Linked DNA regions of Mus musculus: regions 1 and 2 are each linked to region 3. Evidence: chromatin contacts called from public HiChIP or PLAC-seq and promoter capture Hi-C data. All regions are on one chromosome and are shown on one strand. Each heading gives the region's core, a stretch centred on a gene start, on an enhancer-like site or on the middle of the called end of the contact. The rest is flanking DNA. Distances are from core to core; before and after follow the strand shown.

What was found. HiChIP or PLAC-seq counts read pairs in DNA pulled down with a chosen protein or histone mark. Capture Hi-C pulls out chosen DNA fragments and counts their contacts.
Region 1: an H3K27ac HiChIP or PLAC-seq map of embryonic fibroblasts shows a contact between it and region 3, with 3 times the contacts expected there. The contact joins two enhancer-like sites. A contact is called at or near these places in 1 of 39 promoter capture datasets (the 3T3-L1 cell line), 1 of 15 datasets of contacts at CTCF or cohesin (the NIH/3T3 cell line), 3 of 484 Hi-C or Micro-C datasets (Sertoli cells, muscle stem cells and uterus), 11 of 115 datasets of contacts at active chromatin or transcription factors (bone marrow-derived dendritic cells, craniofacial prominence, embryonic fibroblasts and 5 more) and 2 of 9 other capture datasets (adipose tissue and embryonic tail).
Region 2: a contact with region 3 is called in a promoter capture Hi-C map of adipose tissue. The contact joins two enhancer-like sites. A contact is called at or near these places in 4 of 115 datasets of contacts at active chromatin or transcription factors (bone marrow-derived macrophages, embryonic stem cells, kidney and 1 more) and 2 of 9 other capture datasets (adipose tissue and pancreatic islet).

What each region holds. Positions count from the first base shown.
Region 1 is chr2:145,882,601-145,886,659 of GRCm38.p6, reverse strand. Rin2 (Ras and Rab interactor 2) reads right to left here. Exons shown (of 13, transcript NM_028724.4): 12 at 3,175-3,338; 13 at 1-1,057. The coding sequence ends at 737. The region is part of intron 2 of Gm39954 (a long non-coding RNA gene); the gene reads left to right. Among named protein-coding and RNA genes, the nearest start is that of Gm39954, 9.5 kb to the left of the region's middle. Within about 2 kb of position 2,074, at least 82 of the 459 cell types and tissues checked have an H3K27ac peak or open chromatin away from gene starts, as enhancers often do. A contact at or near this core is called in the NIH/3T3 cell line, adipose tissue, embryonic fibroblasts and 3 more, where this site is marked.
Region 2 is chr2:145,820,676-145,824,787 of GRCm38.p6, reverse strand. It overlaps Rin2 (Ras and Rab interactor 2), which reads right to left. Exons shown (of 13, transcript NM_028724.4): 3 at 2,423-2,523; 4 at 2,027-2,178. The coding sequence starts at 2,049. Among named protein-coding and RNA genes, the nearest start is that of Rin2, 37 kb to the right of the region's middle. Within about 2 kb of position 1,802, at least 101 of the 459 cell types and tissues checked have an H3K27ac peak or open chromatin away from gene starts, as enhancers often do. A contact at or near this core is called in adipose tissue, bone marrow-derived macrophages and kidney, where this site is marked.
Region 3 is chr2:145,672,882-145,677,274 of GRCm38.p6, reverse strand. No RefSeq gene overlaps it. Among named protein-coding and RNA genes, the nearest start is that of BC039771, 26 kb to the left of the region's middle. Within about 2 kb of position 1,309, at least 204 of the 459 cell types and tissues checked have an H3K27ac peak or open chromatin away from gene starts, as enhancers often do. A contact at or near this core is called in the NIH/3T3 cell line, adipose tissue, bone marrow-derived macrophages and 5 more, where this site is marked.

The DNA.
Region 1 (4,059 bases), core at 825-3,324, 210 kb before region 3:
CAGAAGTCTCTCCCCACAAATTTGCCGAAAATATCCAGTTATAGAAGAGAGATTATCTATGAGGCGTCTAAAATGCAGTACTCTCAAATCCAGCAAGAGATTTATCTTCAAATATTAAATGTTAAATCACATGCATACTTATAGAATATTTTAAAAGTTACAAAAATATTTTAAAAACCAATCCTGACAGTTTACCTGCAACTGCTATAAAATTTTCTATGAAATATATAAAAACACAAAGGCTCTTTGTAAAAAAAAAAAAGTATAGGATGAAGGATGGACAAAAGAAGGGCAAGAGGGAAGGATGGAGCCATCCACAAAGCTGAGAGGGACCTGACGAACTGCATCGGACAGTCTTGTCAACAGCTGCTATCGAATCCAAGAGAAGAGTTTGTACCTTAAGTGTTTCCTCAGCACATATACAGATGTGTAAGCCAACCCTGAAGCTGGCTAAGGTTAACTAGTTAACTAACCAGTGATCTCAGGACACCTGAACCATTAAATGCAATTTACCATTTCTGGATGAGAGTCTTACTATTTCCCAAATCTCAGCTACCTCATCTGGGCAATGTATCTAAAGGATGCCCTTGGCCAAATCAGCCTATGGATGGCTTAGTCACTGAACTGAGGGATGCTTGAGGAGGTGGCTGTCTTCTAAGCTCAAACCCAAGGCAGCCAGAAAGCTAGACTCTCAGCTCCCTTTTTGGATGTATCAATGGGAAGTCCCAAGTGTCCCCTATGAGGGAGTGAGGTCTTCTCCATTCTGGAAAATCACCCCGTAAGGATCACTCTTGATTCGTTTGTAGACAAAGTGGAAGATGTGGGGCTGAGGCCGGCTGTGCAGTTCGGCCTTGATCTTCTGAGGATAAGTGTCCTCTGCCAGTTGTTGCCATGTCTCATCAACAAAGAGAAACAGGCTGTACTCTTCAGGGTCCTCCACCTTAAATTTCTCAGCACAGAGCTGACACACATCCTCTGTGGTGATGTACGGTCTCACAAGGAGGGTCTTCCCAGTGCATCCGCTGTTGACCTCTTGGAAGGCAACTCGGAGGTAATTCTGCAAGGGGAAAACAGAGATGTCAGGAGCTAGCGCAGAAAAGAAAACAGACGCTGTTCAGAGGTAAGTGCAAGGCCAAACTGGAGAGCCACTCAAGGCTCGGGCTTGTCCAGATGTTTAGTCAGACCACACAGCTCTTGCCAGGAAAGATTCTGATCTGTACTTGGACAGTGGCAGAGACCATGGCGGGGACTGAACTGCCACGTGTTAACTCATTGCAAAGGGAAACAACAGGAAGTCCCGCCAGCCCTGGTTTTCATCTTTCTATATCCATTATAAGGCCAGCTGCTGAAGAGATCCTGACTAAGAGTGTGAACCATATCCAAAGTGGGATTTTTCTCAGCTTGAAAAATAACCCAAACAGCAGGAGAGTCTGGGGCAGCAGTTAGCAGGAAGGGATTTAAAACATCTAGACATACCAGCACCCATGATGCTTGCTTTGTGCCATTCTAGGAAGCCTACCCAAAGACAACAATGCTTGGTCAAACTGCTGAGGTCTGACCACTCTCCCCAAATGGTGATCTCATGCGGCGCCACCTTACATAAGACTCCCAGTCTCCCAGTGGCTGGGGCTGAAATGTGGGAAGAATCAGGGAAGGGATGTTGATTCTGCCAGAAGGCTTTTGAGACGGGGCTGACTAAGCATAACGTGATGCTGGGGAAGTAAAAGGAGCCGGCTGCAAGCTTGGCATTAAGAGTCATGTAGGTGCCTTAGGAGACAGTGAGCCTCTCGGGACCCCCATCTCCTTGCATATCCGATATGGCAGTAGCCCAACGTCTGCATGAGCTAAACAACTCACCGTGTGGATGCTCTTGAACAACCTAAGCAGGTGTGTGTGTGCGCACAGCATGTGTTGTTCTTTTGTAGTTGGTGTGTCTGAAAGGAATTTCTGAGAAAATTGCAGTCCTGGAGAACATGCTGACCTTGCTTTTCAAGCACGGGCTTGACTTTGAACCAAGGCTTGTTTTCAGAGAAGTGGGAGGGGGAAGGCAAGGGAGGAGAATCTGGACACAAAGGCAAATACATCCTGCCGTTTCAGGTTCCTGCTAGGGAACTGGCTGTGCAGCACTTGGAAATAAAGCACAGCCACGTTTCAGGCTTCCACAGGAGCCTTCAGATGATTGCCCAAAGAGAGCTGCAGATCCGATCCCCATTGCACAGACAGAAGGAACTCGGGGGTTGCTGGGCCAGGGAAAGGCTCTGTGTCACCCTATGGGGACCACACAGCAGCTCGACCTCTCAAACTGAGGTGCTGTCCTAAGAGCCGGACTGATTCCAGGGGATTCGGTTTAGAACTTGAAGGAGAAAGTGGGGAGGGGTGGCGGTAGAAAGATACCTTGTTGCACCTCCCCCACTTCCCAAAGGGTAACAGGGGTGGAGGGGGGGAGGGGATGGGGGCGCTGCAGGATAAGCACTGCTGTTTCCTGAGGAAACTGGATATCCGTTCCCTCTGCCTCGGCTTTCTCCTTTGGACATTTTGTTGGGTTAGGTATTTAACAGCAGGCCAACTGTGTGTATGTTTTATGTGGAGATAATTATATTTATCTTTATGTTTAAAAGTGAGTCACACCCAGTAGAGACTATGTCTTGACTTTTACTTTTATTTTTCCTTCTTTTTTCTATAAGTGTTAGGGAAGGAACCCAGGACATTGCACATTTGGTCTACCACTGAACTATCCTAACAGCCAGGTTTTGAATCTATAACCTCCCCCACCCCCAGGCTGGCTATATTGAATACCATCCACCAGATAAGGCTGGATAGCAGTGATGAACTGGCCCTGACAATCAGCAACAAGATCACAATTCGATACAACAAATCTTCCCCACAGGTGCCCACTGTTTTCCTACATTACCATGTTTGATAGGTTAGATACAGTTAGTGCACTTTTCTCTTCTAGTGTAGCCAGTGAGAACATGGACCTTTGAAAGTCGAGGTGCATCTGTGTACACGTCTAAAGACACTGGAGTGACCAGAGGGTGGCTTCATTATTCCTTTTCTACAAGGTGACTCCCCCTGAGCCAGGCCCTCAGGCCCTAAGGCCATGTGCTGTAGGAAATAGCTCTACCTTCCCTGGAGACGGGGAAGCAGGGCTGGGACTTGGACTTGGGTGTGTACCTGAAAGTCGTCAACGGAGGGGATAGTTCGGTTGGTGGTTCTCCGCTTGTGCCACTGCCTCAGCGTGTCCCTGGCTTCGGAGCTGAGCAGTCTCGCAGCCTGTTCTTCTTGGAAATTCTTTATCAGAGATAGCGCCCCATAGGCACTGGTCAAGTAATAGCCTCCTGGAAGAGCAGTGAAAATGGGTCCTTAGGAGTGTCACACTGGCGATGGCAGCGGAGATGCACAGACGTTAATGTCATACAATTCTAGGGACAGAGTCTAGGGACTGACCCCTGTATACTAAAATCTATGGATGCTTAATTCATCATTAAAAAAGTCACAGCATTTGCATATGATCTACATAATCCTCCCATAAATCTTACATCATCATTAGATGACTTAAAATACCCTGTAGAATAGAAACATTACATAAAGAGCTTAGGGGAAAGGACAATTAAAAAGTTTATATGTGTTTGTTTCATTTTTTTTCCTTAAATTTTACAGCTTGTGGTTGATTGAATTCTCAGGCGCAGAGCCTTACAGGCATGGAAGTAGACGGTGATTTCTCCATCGCTTCCACAGAGACTCACACCCTACAGCGTATCACTCATCTCTACTCAAGCATTCATCTCACACACATTTATGGAGTGATCCAAGCCTGTGCCAGGGGCAGGGAACACCCAAGAGCCCATAGCATTCCTGTTGCCACATTTAAGAGAAGAGATTTATATATTAAATACAGTGGTGTCCCTCTGAGAGTGCCATTAAAATTCATCTCTCCTGTCAGTGAGGAGTGCTGACAGACAAGAGACATTTTAAGATATCTATGTATTTTTCTTGGTTTGTCTTAAAAATAAATCAGTTGCTTGCTGAAGAATTTGCAAATGTGCTTGAGTGCCACTA
Region 2 (4,112 bases), core at 553-3,052, 150 kb before region 3:
TCTTCCCTCTTCTCCCTCTTTCTAGGTTGAACTTTCCATCCTCCTGCCTCAGCCCCTGAAGTCTCAGGATCACAAGTTCTGTGTGCTCAACCACTTTTCTCTACAGCAGTAATACAACTCCAGGATGGAATTGTGGTCTTGTACCCATGGCTATGTCTTTCTTCGTTCTGGAAACAACTCAAAGTCTCTTTTTCCTACCTCCCTGTTGCCTGGCTCTCCTGATACCTCCATTGGGAAAATGGATAAATTAAAAGCAGTCACTGCTTCTAAAAAATCTTAATGACCAAGAATTGTTGGTTTGATGTTTTAGCCACATTATCAATTTCCACATGAGTAGAACAAGCTTAATAATGGACCTCTCTCTGTCTTTTATAATAGTTAGGAGATACAATGGGCTGGTAGCTTCAAACTCCTGAGGCCAACACATAATAAGCACAATATCTCTATCTCTATCTCGCTATATCTATCTATCTATCTATCTATCTATCTATCTATCTATCTATCTATCTATAAAACAAATATTTGCTACTATGTCTGGCAAGTAAGGTACCTCTAAAAATGAGTAAATTCCATGTTAATGAACACAGTATCCAAGGATATTAGTTTGAACAAATATGTTATTGTGGTGTACTTTTGGTCATTCTTTTTGGTTTTGTTTGCTGATTTGTTTGAGACCAGGTTTATCTATTATGTATCTCTGGCTGACCTGGAACTTGCTATGTAGATCAGGTTAGGCTCAAACTCACAGAGATTGCCTGCCTCTACTTCTGCTGGGACTAAAGGCATTCACTACCATGACCAGTCACGTCCCACACTTTTGATCATTCTTAAATTTGGAAAGAAAAAGATGAAAAGAGATATTAGGGCTGGGAGTGTGGTATACTCAGTGTAGTGAGCCTCAGAAGTGCAACATATACTCAGCATGCACCACAAATAAACACAAGCAATGTTAGTGATTAAATGAACTCCAGCTCTCACCCTATTATCTGCTGAGGTCAGGAAGTAAGATCTCAATGGTTTGCAGCCCACCCCCCCCCCAAAACCTTAATAACCCCTGTGACTTATACTTAGAGGAGATCTTTTTCACTCTGTGTCTGTCCCCTGCAGAGCTTGGGGACATGGTTTCCATTTCTCCTAGACATAGACAAAACAAATGTCACTAAATTCTACTCCTTATCAGCCTAGACTCCAGTTTTGCTTACATATAGCAGTGCAGAGACTAAAGCTCAACCCTGCACAAAAGTTCCAAGAATAGCCTTTGAACTATGGATATGAGATGGGGGGAAAATCTCTAGCTGAAAACCATTGTGCACTGAGCATGTGTGTCAAGTTTATGGGAGAAAACAATGTAACTAATCAAAGTCCATTCACACCAGGGTATAAAGAAAGCACTAAAAGCCAAGAAGCATGGAAGGACACCTGGTCTACCTCCACTACTTTGTAGAAATGGCCAGGAAGTAGAGGGTACCTAGAACTTGCCCAGCTAAGGCAAATGCAGCTCCAGCACCACCTTCTAGCTGCCTAGCAACCGCCTCCCTTGATTGGTGGCTTTTTTTTCCCCTCCCTCAGTCTTGGGCAGAGAACAAGTCAGGCTGGTTTGAAACTTGCCTGGGCAACCAGTGTCACCTGGTTTGTCTGCGTGTCCTGTGACTTGCAAGCAGACTCACATAATAAATCTTAACTTTGTACTATTCCATGCAGCCTCAAGCAGGGAAGAGGGGGTGGGGTGATGAACCTGGTTTTCTAGGCCCCAACCAACACGCCCATCATTCAGTAGCAATGACCTTCTGCTTTTCTGCCAACAACTAAGGCTCTATCAAAGAGCTAAGAGGTTTGACCTTCAACCTACAACCTCACCTCTGACCCCTGTAAAGATAATTTTCCAGTGCAAAACCAGCCCCTCCTACATATTCAAAGAGTATGCAGCATGCCAAATTGGCACAGCCATTTATGACCTCATTTAGTTATAAACCCCCTGATGGCTTTTCAGGTTAATAGCTATTGTAGATCTGAGGATTTTTCTGACCTGAGAATGCAAAATGGGTCCATCCTCTTTAGTTGCTCCCCTTTAAACCTTCTGGAGACTTCCAGGGCTATACTGAATTCTACTTCATGCACGGAAGGTCCGCTGTATTACTCTTTCCATCACTGTGATACGTGACTGACAATTTCCCGGTTCTGGTGCCAGGAGGAATCAAGAAGGTAGAAAGTTCAAGTGCCTTCAAAGCAATTAAAATAAACAAGCAGGCAAGGAGCTTCTAGGCCACTCCCACCTCCTACAGAGAATTTCATCTGGTGGTATCACCACACTCCCAGTGCCCAAACTTTGAAGGAGTGACAGGATTGCCAGCCCTCTTCATTCACCAGCTTCTCTGCGTCCCCCAGCTCGCTGCAACAAGCACCTAGCTTTGTCTTTGATCACCTGTGGGTTTCAGAAGGTTCCAGGCCATTTTCCCGGCTGATATCTGTCTGCACCATCTCCCGTTTCAGTTCTCCGATCTCCGAGGCGATCGTGTCAATGAGCTATACAGAGACAAAAATAGCATGACGTCAGGAAGTGAAGAGGCGGGCCGTGTTCCTAAAGCCAGGGAGCCCTCAACAGATGACCCTCCTACCCCCAGTTTTAAATCTTGGCTCTGTGAATTTCCTCTAACCAGAGGAAAAAATAAAGGGGGAGGAGCAGGTCCCCTTTAAAAAGAGGAAGGACTTGGGTTTTGATATTGGGAAAGAGCTGGGGTTTCAGTATTGTAATAAGGAAAAGATTCTGACACCCAGCTTGGGTTGCTCAACATGAATATAGAAGAATAAATAAATCCTACTCAAACCAGGTCTCCAAACTCATTTTTGTCAAAAGAAATATTTCAAGGATCTCTGTGAGGTAGAGGCCATCTTGGTTTACATAGTGAGTTTTAGACCAGCCAGGGCTACAGAGTGAGACCCTGTCTCAGGAAAAAAAAAAAAAAAATATATATATATATATATATATGTGTGTGTGTGTGTGTGTGTGTGTGTGTGTGTGTGTAACAAGGCATGGTGGCACACAACGATAATCCTAGCAACAAGAGGCTGAGGAAGGGGTATAAAGATTTGAAAGTAGTCTAAGCTACACAACAAGACACTGGTTCAAAAAAAAAAATAGACAAGAAAACAATGCAGTACTTACAAATTCAAATTTGGCAAGATTCTAGGAATAAACCCAGGCCTCATACACACTATGTAAATATTCTACCTGAGCTGTATCTCCAGTTTTCATTGATCAGTTAACTGAGTCATTGAGTGAGCCAGGCCTTACCACGTAGCCTAGGCTAGCCTTGAAGAGCCAGCCTTACCATGTAGCCTAGGCTAGCCTTGAACTCACTAAGTATGACAATTTGGCCTTGAATTTGAGATCCTCCTGCTTCAGTTTCTCTCTTTCACTGTAGTTTTTGATTTGGTGTTTTGAGAAAGGGTTTTTTGCTAGGTCATTCAGGTTGGTCTGAAACTGACTGTGTACACCAAAGCTGACCTACAACTCAAGGCAACCCTCCTGTCTCAACCTCCTGAACAGTAGGATTCTAGACATGAGCTACTACTATGCCTAGCTTAGCCTTTTAAGATGATAAATGTGAAGCCAGTGGGTCATTCTGCTCCCAGCTACATGAAAGGTAAAGGCAGAAGGATCATTTGAACACAGAAGACTAAGACCATACTGAACAACATGGGAATCCTCACACCTGCATGAATGATTGAATGAGTGAACAAATGAATATAAAATCTTGAAATTAAACCATAAAAGCATGGAGACATGTTATGGGGTGGTGGTGGTGGGGAGTTTGCTCAAGGCTAGGAGTGAGTAATTCAGGTTGGGGAAGACCCTGGAGACATCTAGGGGATAACTGTGACCTCTTCTGGTAATGACTTTGGCTGTCTTGTGTCCCTCACCTCTTTTGAAGAGGCCCCATCTCATCCCAAAGGCTGAAGTAAATCTCAGGCTCATCCATTCACCTTGGTTCCTCCCAGCCCAATCCTCCACAAGTCCACCTATCTCCTCTTTGGCATTGCTGAAGACTGAACTCAGGATCTGTGCATACCAGGCCAGTGAGACTCCCCCGAGATACACTCTCCAGCTTCCC
Region 3 (4,393 bases), core at 60-2,559:
TCCACCTACTAGAGACCAAGCATCTAAACACATGAGCCTGTTGGGTCCATTGGAATTCAAAGCAGCACGGGTGTCATCTCTCAACAAGCACTCACCTACCCTAGAGGGAACTTAATCAGAGAACCCATGCACATGAGGGCATTCCTAGGAGCTGGTTGTCCTTCTCCATCACATGCCTCAGCCTCAATGACCTAGAAAAAAAAAACCCAAACTAAAGGTCCTGTCAACGCCCTTCTTCCCAAGTCCTAAATATAAAGGCTCCTTGCAGCCCCTCTAAAAGCCAATGTCCCCTAAGGAGGTGAAAGCACTAAAGGATATGAAAGTCCAGAGACATAGGGAGCCTGAGGCCAGAAGGAAAATGAGCCCCTCTGTGCCCTTATCAAAACATCCTCCCCAGCCTGAACTAGGGGAAAGGTTAATAAAAGCTCTGCAGTCAATAAACAAGATGATGAAGAAAGCCCAGCTTGCCCAATCTGCTGCATGCCATTGTCAACCCTCATAAACCACGAAGCAGGGACAAATGGGGGCTCTGGTTCCACTGAGCAACAATGCCCCAACAAAACAGCCAGCACCTGTGTTTATTTAAAATGTTGACATTTTGCTCGTCACAGATCTTTGGAAACAAGTTTCTTTTTAAAAAGCATTGTGCTGGGGTTACTATTTATCTTAATTTCTGAGTGTTGCCAAGTGTTTATTTTTGCTTCAATATTTACAAAGTCCGGTTGGTGAATGTACCATGGTCCTAAGAAACCACAATGTGTCCAAGCTCTGCAAGAAAGTGAGGCTGCACTGTGTTCAGAGGCTGCTTTTTTTTTTTTTTTTTGCTTCTGCAGCAGAACTAGGAAAGCCCCCAGGGACTTGAGGGCTCTGAGAAGAGAGGCGCCTCTCAAGGCCCAAAGGCCGACCTTGCCTTGTATTTCTTGGCAAGGCAGCATCACTTTCCGGCTGAACTTCGGCAAACCCTGCAATGCTCCAGCCGTCGAAGAACCTCCATCGCAGGATGAGTGTGGGACGCCAAGCTCCAGGGAGCCCAGGCTAAGAGAGGAGTAACAGCTCAGAGGGGGAAACCCATAGGCCTTCAAGGGGGAAAATGGCCCTGTCCCTTCCCAGCTGGAATCCAGAACCCCTGCACTAATAGCTGTACCGCCCTCAATCACTGCCTGCAACAGCCCAAGCACCCTCCTGCCGGGGGTTCGCTGACCCCTCTGCCTCGCTGTAAGGAGAAAGTGGCGGATCACAATGTGTGCTCTGCAACTCAGCACTGTGACTCTTGGGATCTGGCCAGCACAGGCGCATTTGACACACGGCAGGCGGCGCCGCAGGTAGAACTCAACAAAGATCTCTCTACCTCCCAGCTCCTGGGTACGCTCGTATGCACACGCACCTGCACCGCCAATCATCCGGCCCTCACCCTCGGTGGCTTGCCCCCTACCCAATCTCTGCAAAGGTCAGCCGAGGACACCCCGTGATCTTCCTTGAATCCGACTCCAGAATGTCACTCTGCCTCAAGTCCTGGTGTCCTGGCTGCCCATTGCTCCTTCCACTATCGGTCCTTTAGGACCGCTGAGGACGCTAGCTGGTTGGCTCTCTCCTTATCTCAAGCGACAGTAGGGCAGTGGGGAACTGCACCTCGCGCATGGTGCCCGGTTCTCCCACTTGAGGTGTGGTCTCCGCCTCTGCCACCCCTTACCTTGCTCCCTTGGTGCAGATCTGGGAGGCGGGGGCGACCGGCAGGTCAGTGACCGAGTAGGACTAGAATTCTCCGCCCAGGAGGAGGAAGAAGAGGCCGAGGAGAGAAGGGGCGTGGCCGGAGGGAGGAGAGAAAGGCTTTGTGTGCCTCCGCCCAGCCCCTCTGAAGATCTCCTCTGGGGTCCCCTCCCAGCTTCTCTGGGACCCAGTCGGGGCGAGCTGATTGGAGTTGAAGAACAAGGCGCCTGCGCGACCCCTGGTCCCGCCTACCCTCGGGCAATCGCCGGGTTACCAGGAACTTTCAAACTGGGGCGTATGGATTGGGAATCGAAAAGTTTACCTAACCCGGAGCAAACTTGTCTGGACCCGCCCTGAACCTCCTCCGATCCACCCGGTTCCCTCTGCGCCTGTCTCCACTGCCAGAGTTTGTTTCTGGGAGGTTTCCCCTTTCTCCTTTCTTCCTCAGATGCGTGCAAGCATTAGACCGACTTCGGATCCGGGGAAAGGGCCACGCAGGCTGGAGAAGTCCAGCTGCGAGGAGATGGGGAGTTGGGTGGTGGTGGAGGGGGTGGGAGTAGTGGGGGGGGGCGTGAGGCGCGGTCCACACCCTGGGGTCGGCGATGGCGTGGCTGCTGGGGTTTGTACGCGTGCTGCCGCAGGGCACCAGTCTGGGAGATGGGGTTGGCCCTACTCTCCAAAGTCTAACCTTCGCAGGAAGGAAGGGAAGGAGCGGTGTGGGAAACGGAGACCCTGTAAGCTGAGCTAGCAATTACCTAAGTGGCCGGTGTCACAAAGAGAGTCTTAAGGGTGTTCAAAGAGACTCTTGTTTTGCCCAGAATTGGAAAAGGAATAGAGACCTTATCTTTGTATGTGCTTACTTCCCACCTAAGGCAGAGAATAGATGCTTGTGAAAGCAGGCTTCTAAATTAAAAGCGAAAACAAGCCAAAACAGTACTTACCACTCAGTACCAGCAGCCCAGCACCAGCAAAACCTAAGCCATCAACTGCACTTCTCTTTGTGTACCGAATCGCCTGCTTAATAATTTAGTAATAGCTATGCATCCGGCTGGGTTCTAAGCTTGAGATGTATTGGAGAAGAAATCATCTTCCCTCCTCTGGTGGCTATGACATGCAGAGGGATAAGGATGGGCTGGCAGAAGGGAAGTAGCGCACACCACAGGCAAATTACTGGGACATTAGACTAGATAGCGATGAAGGAAAAAAAGGATAGCTGGAACCCTCGTGTGTGTGTGTGTGTGTGTGTGTGTGTGTGTGTGTGTGTGTGTGTGTCCCAGGTTATAGAATGAAATCGTGTTGGGCTGTGGAAGACCCCTCCTGCAGGTGGTCCTGGGAAAATAAGAGAGGGAGTTTAGCAGAGTATCTGGGGGGAATGGGGGAGGGGCATAGACTCTGAGGGGAAAGATAGAAATTCGCGAGGATTTGAGCAGTGGATTTCACCATCTGCTGTAGCCGGAAACCCCAGTGTAGAAGCAGAGAAGAAAACTAGAGAGAGACAGAGAGACAGACAGAGAGACAGAGAGCGCCAGGGGGCACAGAGCAGGCTCACAGCCCTGCAGAGGCACTTGGAATCCCACCGATTTTGAAGGGACCACTGACAGTTCCTAAGCTGGATATGTGAACACAGAGTGACGGTGCTCCTGCCCCTCGTTTTCTCCAGCTCATTGAGCCTAAGAGGATGCACCTTAGTAGACAGTGGGCCCCAGGTTAGTGCTGGCCTTCACCCTTTTCTTCTGATTCTTTCATCTTACCTGCCTACAAAATTCCTTGGACACTGCTTCATGGACCACCCTTGTCTTCAGTCTCTTCAGAAAATTGGAGCCCATTTTGTCCTACTCTTCCCTCAATCTGGAAAATGTCTCAGAGTTGGGATCCATCTGTGGAGTCCCTACAGAGGAAATTCTAAATGGACCACTGCCAACATATACTTCTTTAGCATATTTCAAGATGGCTGTTCAAAGGGACTGTAGACCTGGGATAGCTCTGAAAAGCTATGCTTTGTGGGTAACTCACACCTGTAATGAAGGCATAGAGTAGTTGCAAAGAAGCTTTTCATTGCAAGAGGGAGACCAGGGTGACACCTGGCCTAGAACAGCTTTCTAGTGACTGTCACTTGGGGGAATTTCACTTCCCCAACAGAGAAACTAACGTCCTTCAGTGTCTTTAGCTCTCTTCTTTACAGTAACTCAAGCTTCCATCTCTACTGGCCAAGAATGCTGTTCTAGCTCCCGCTGTCCAGCCCCCTTATTTTGAGTCTTGCCCTTAGCAGATGGTTCCTGTTTCTACACATTAGTAAATTCATATGCATTTTCTTATCAGCGTGTTTATCACTAGTTAGTTTTGTGGGTCAAAACTGCTGAAGCTTCAGAGAGAAAAGAGAACACAGGACTTCCCTGCAGTGTCACGTTCTAAATACCAGTGTAAGTACTGAGGCTCTAGTCATACACCTGACTACACCGTGTTATTAGGATTCACGTCCACAGTATGAGGGGATGTTATAAGTGACAGAAGTGGATGTCCCGGGGGATGGAGAGATGGCTCAGTAGTTAGGAGCACTATCTGCTCTTCCAAAGGTCCTGAGTTCAATTGCCAGCAACCATATAGTGGCTCACAACCATCTGTAAAGGGATCTGATGCCCTCTTCTGGTGTGTCTGAAAACAGTTACAGTGTACACATATAAATAAA